2 separate regions of the Mustela erminea genome follow, and region 2 is linked to region 1. The links are chromatin contacts, called in public Hi-C maps. All regions are on one chromosome and are shown on one strand. Each heading gives the region's core, a stretch centred on a gene start, on an enhancer-like site or on the middle of the called end of the contact. The rest is flanking DNA. Distances are from core to core; before and after follow the strand shown. Region 1 holds the start of ERCC1 (DNA excision repair protein ERCC-1). Region 2 overlaps RTN2 (reticulon-2).

Region 1 (2,700 bases), core at 38-2,537:
TCTAGTCTAGCCCCACTGGCCTTCTTGCTGCCCTCGAACTCCCTGGGCCTTTGCGCTGGCTGTCCCTTCTGCCTCCAGATGTTTTCACATAGCTCACTCCCTCACCTCGTTCAGATCACGGCGAGATGTCACCTCCTCGGAGAAGCAGTCCCTTCAAGTAAGGTAGCACCTTTCCCCCATCACCCCCTATACCCTTGACCCACCGTTTTTCTTCCTAGCCCCTAGTGATCAGCCGGTCCTCAGTACCAGCCAATTGTTTTCCCGTAGGAATGCAACCTCAGTGTTGTCTGCTCCTTCCATTTACCAAAACATGCCAAAAGCGCAGACTTTCTTTTTAATTGCAAAGTCTTCCAATTCTCAAACGTCAGCAATAAACTGAAGTTTTGCAAACCAGGGTGCCGGCCACATAAAACAGGGCTTGCCGGTTCGCTGTCCCTGCCTGGAGCCCTCTCTTAGAATCACCATGACATTTTACAGAAAAGGAAACAGACCTGCGGAGCAGAGGTGTTTTCCCAAAGTGACCCAGGTCCCATTTCCTAATCCACACGGGTGGCCACAGGACCGTTCCTGTCCTCCTTCCTCTCAATCGCCCGCCCAACCTCCCAGCCTTCTCCCCATCTCCTCATCCTACCCCTGCAGGAGGAGCCTCATCCTCCTCCAGCGGTATGAAGAATTTCTTCCTCGTGGGTGGCCCAGAGGGCTGCCGCACTCCCTCTTCGTCCATCCCAAGGTTCTTCTGGGGCCTGGAAATGAAGACATGGCGGCGGGGGCGAGGGAGACACCAGGGCCTGCATTCCCATCCTCCAAGCAGGAACCCCTACTCACAGCCACCCCACCCCAAAAATCCCGGCGCTCCGCAGCGACCAGTACCAAACACCCAGTGCCCCGGATTCTTTAAAGCCCCGCCCACAGGGAGCCTCCACCTTCAGCTCGCCCCGCCCCTCATCGGTCTAGGCGTACCATTAGCCCCGCCCCTCACGGTCCCCGCTTTCTATTCGCCCCGCCCCCCGTTGGTCCAGTCCAGCCTCCGTCCCCTCCTTCCCGCCCACAGGGCTCGCACCTGATACCCTCCCCTGGCTCAATCTCGTCCTTCTCTGAAACACTACAACGACTGATTGGCTCCTGTGGCTGCCAATCGCCTCCTCCTCCCCCCGCCCCCTCTCGACCGGGCCGGCGGTCGGAGCGCCGCGAAGACTCACCCTTGTCTCCGAGCCGCGAGTGAAAAACCGGAGAGGGACCGAGGCTTCCCACCGCCGTCGCGGCCAGCGCGTCCCCGGGCTCGCCGCACTTCCGGCCTCTCTAGCCCCCGATCCCGCTCTCACCGTTCCCCAGAGGGGTAGGGCTTCAAGAGGGGCGGTCGCTGCGCAGCTCTCTATGGTCCTGGAGGACTGCGGAGGTTTGGGTTGGAGAGAGCGGTTGACCTAGCCACCTGAACATCTCCGGTTGCCGAGAAGTTCAGTTTCGGTGCCCTTATAAGGCACCTGCTTGTGCTCGAGCTCCGGACAGGATTCACTGCGGGGGTGGGGGGGGGGAGATGGCGGGAGATCAAATTAGGTTCTCCCCGGGGCATGGGTGGCTCAGTGGGTTAAGCCTCTGCCTTCGGCTCAGGTCATGATCTCAGGGTCCTGAGATGGAGCCCCGCATCGGGCTCTCTGCTCAGCGAGGAGCCTGCTTCACCCGCCCCCCTCTCTGCCTGCTTGTGATTTCTCTCTCTGTTAAATAAATAAATAAAACCTTAAAAAAAAAAAAAAAACCCTAGGTTCCTCCTCTCAGTCCAGACTTGGGTTCACATCCCAGCTCTGGGCCATTGACTTGGCCTCGGTTTCCACATTCATTTATTGGTTCATTCCACGGTACTCCCGAGCGCCTCCTCTGTTCCTGGCCCTGGGCGGGGCAGTGCTAGCGACTCAGCAGTGACCACTGACAACCACTGCTCCCTCCTGTCCTCCTGGAGCTCCCACTCCAGTGGGCGAGACACACTTGAGTTCCCAGTGACGGCCCGGAGTGGGCAAGGCTGGGATGGGAGACCCGGGACCCCCGGCGGGAGGGGAGGGGCGAGAAGGGGCCGCAGAACCGAGCCCCAGGGTAGGGAAGGGCTTCCTGGAGGAAGAGACATCTGAGCAGAGACCTGGTTGATGAGTTAGAATTAGTCATTTCCTGAAAGAACAGCATCAGACTGTTCTAACTTGTGGCTCTCCGGTTACTAAGGAGAGAGAACATCTTTTTGTTGAGTTTATTGGTCTTATGTAGTTTGTCTTCTGTGGATTGCTTGCTCATATCCTTTGCCCATTTTTTTAATGGGGTTGTATGCCTTTTTTTTTTTATTAGTCTTAATTTGTAGGAGTACTTTATGGATTCTGATTCTAATTCTTAGTTATGTATATTCCAAGTATCCCCTCCTAGTTTGTACTTTGTATTTTAACTATTTATTTATGTCAGAGAATTCTTAGTGTTTATTCAGAACTGTTTATCAGTCTGTTCGGTGCTGACTTTGGGTTTTGGTGTGTTTTTTAAGAGAACTGCTATACCCCCAAGGTCATAAAAAATATCCTGTAATTACTTTTAATACTTTCAGAGTCCTGATTTTGTTTCTGTCTTTAATCCATATAAGACTTAATTTTGAAGATGCACTATGGCAGGAATTTATGATGAATGTAGCCAACTGTCCCAATACCATTTATTTTATTTTTTTTTAAGATT
Region 2 (2,700 bases), core at 1-2,500, 49 kb after region 1:
AGTGAAGCCGGGATTCAAATCCAGTTCTGTGGGCATTAGAACCCAGTCTCCTGGGTGACTGGGTGGCTCAGTTGGTTGAGCGTCTGCTCAGGTCATGATCCCAGGGTCCTAGGATTGAGTCCCTCATTGGACCCCCTGCTCAGCGGGGAGCCTGCTTCTCCCTCTCCCTCTGCCTACTGCTCCCCCTGCTTGTGCTGTCAAGTAAATAAATAAAATGTTAAAAAAAGGGGGGGCCTGGGTAGCTCAGTGGGTTAGGGCCTCTGCCTTTGACTTGGGTCATGATCTCGGGGTCCTAGGGTCAAGCCCTGCGACAGGCCCTGTGCTCAGCAGGGACTCTGCTTCCCCCTCTCTCTTTACCTTCCTCTCTGCCTACTTGTGATCTCTGTCAAATAAATAAAAATAAAATATTTTAAAAAAAGAAAAAAAGAACCCATTCTCCTGCCTCCTTTCTTCGTAGGTTTTGGAACCTGAGGCCCAGAAAGGCCACGAGGCCCTTTATTCCGTCCCATGGTAAGTGGATAGAGAGAAGCGGTGGGATGAGAGACATTTGAGAGAGAGGATACGCATTGTCTCCTGACTTACTAGATGTTGGGGCTGAGGAAGTAGGAATCCAGGGCCACACCGAGGTCTCTAGCCTGATGACAAAGTGGCAGAGCAGACATCCCTGAGCTGGAAATGAGATAGGACAATTAAAGGTTTGGATGTGTTTGTGGAGGGAGCCATCCAGAAGGCACCTGGGCACGGATCTGGGGCTCCAGTGAGAGGGCTGCTGGGTGGGCAGAGTGTGGGGATTGACTAGTGATGTCTGCCTTGGACACAGGAACGGAAAACGGCTGTCAAAGGCTTGGCTAGCCCTGGCATGGAGGGTCACTCAGCCTCTTCTCCTCAATCATTTCATAATATAGACAGATTATGAGGGAGCTCCTTCTGGATAGATGGGGAAGATTCCTCCTTGAATAGCACTTAGGTGCTTGTCGGTGCAGGAAGGTGAAAGCTGGAGGAGGCTGGAAGCACAGGAGGCCTTGGGTTTTCCACAGGAGTCTTTATTACAGTGTAAATCCAAGCTCAGGCCTCCCCTGGGCCCCATGCAAAGCCCTGGCTTTGGGGCTAGTGGCGTCCAGGAGACACCAATCTCTCACGGCGCCTCCAGCGGCGGGGTCACGGAAGTGCAGGGCGGGTGCCCTATCTAGGCAACTACAAGTCCCAGCAGGCGCCGCAGCCAAAGTGCTTCGCCTTTCCAGGACTCCTAGAGCAGAGCCTCTCGGGAGATGTAGTCCTGGCCGCTCAGGCAATTTCCACAAACTCCCTGGTGTGGGTGATCCAGACACCTGCCAGGGAAATGGCTCGGGCGGGGGTGGAGGTGGAGGGAGGGTGGGGATAGAAGGGAGGAGGAGTTGGGCAGAGGGCTGCGGGGGGATGGGGGCAGGCGTCCGGAAGGCAGAGACACCCCTTTCATTCGGCTTTGGCTTTGGCTCCGGAGACTGCGGCTGCTGCCGAGGCAAGGGCTCCGGACCCTGGGATCTTAGCTCGGATCCTGAGGGAGAAACAAGTGGGAGTCACAGAGGATGGCAAATGACCCGTAGGAATTAGAGAACTAAGGGGAAATCTGGATGGGGGCGGGGTCCAGGGGGCAGGATGGAGGACCTGAGTGGCCAAACCCAGCCCCTGCCCTCCCCAAGAGATTTAGAGACAGGTAATATCTGGGAAAAAAGTTCCTAAACTTCCCCAGTCCCCATCCCATCCATCTCCATCCCATGCCCTTACTTAGCTTTGATGTGGCTCAACTGATTGGTCACCAATCCCACATACTGGTCCATCTGGGCCTGGGGAGACCAAGAAGGAGAGATCGGAGGGGTTCTTCTCCCTGATTCATTCAGGAGGCTGCTTCCTCCCCCCCCCCCCCCCCCCCCACTAAATGAGAAATTGGGGAGAGCGATCCATTACTCCACCTTCAACTCTCAGCCTGATAAAATAGTCTTGGAAGTCAGAAGTTCAAGCTGAAGTGTCAGTACATTGGGCCAAGTTCTGTGTGGGGAATGACGTCAGGCAGACACACAGGAATTTGCCAGTAAGTTCTGTTTCCTGAGCATGACGATGAATCTTCGAGGGAGTTGTACGTGCATGTGTCTGTGTGTGAGTCAGGTGAGAGTGTGGGCACCATTGGTGTTGGTTGTCAAGTCTCTGAGTGGATTGACTTAAACACGAGTTTAATTCACAGTGTGACCAACTCTGAGAGTCTTGGGGCTTCCAGCACACGAGGGAGTTTGTACTCTCTCTGGTAGGCATGTGTATTGTTTGGGTCTCAGCTGTGTGGGGGAAGGGAACGTCAGTCCATCTGCCAGTCTCTGGGTGGGATATATGTCACTTGGCTTCGGTTCTCTTGGTGTTCTGGGCAACAGCCGCTCCACTCAGTGTTGACTGTCCTTGGCAGTTTCGGGGTGAAAGCATCGGTTAGACCACCTGCCTTGGGTTGGGGCATGTTAATTGGATCCTGGCTCTGCACAGGCGACACCAATCAAAACACTTCTCTCTGGCTGCTGACATATTCGTTAGACTTTAGCTGCACTGAGGAAGATCCACAGCAGACCACCTGGGACACACCTGTGCCTGACTGGGACATCTGTCAATCAGAGCCTGACTCTTCCTGGGGGGGAAATACTGGTTGATCCTCCTGTCTTTGGCTCAGACATCTGTCAGCAG

What was found. A called contact is a pair of places that touch in the nucleus more often than the background predicts.
Region 2: a Hi-C map of fibroblasts shows a contact between it and region 1, with 3 times the contacts expected there. The contact joins the enhancer-like site here to the promoter of ERCC1 in region 1. A contact is called at or near these places in 3 of 3 Hi-C or Micro-C datasets (fibroblasts, skeletal muscle and spleen).

Annotation. Positions count from the first base shown.
Region 1 is chr19:2,353,673-2,356,372 of mMusErm1.Pri, forward strand. It overlaps ERCC1 (DNA excision repair protein ERCC-1), which reads right to left and starts at 1,288. Exons shown (of 10, transcript XM_032323282.1): 1 at 1,200-1,288; 2 at 632-743. The coding sequence starts at 724.
Region 2 is chr19:2,403,046-2,405,745 of mMusErm1.Pri, forward strand. It overlaps RTN2 (reticulon-2), which reads right to left. Exons shown (of 10, transcript XM_032323337.1): 9 at 1,765-1,823; 10 at 1,028-1,534. The coding sequence ends at 1,453. Among named protein-coding and RNA genes, the nearest start is that of RTN2, 8.0 kb to the right of the region's middle. Within about 2 kb of position 1,251, the one cell type or tissue checked has open chromatin away from gene starts, as enhancers often do. A contact at or near this core is called in fibroblasts, where this site is marked.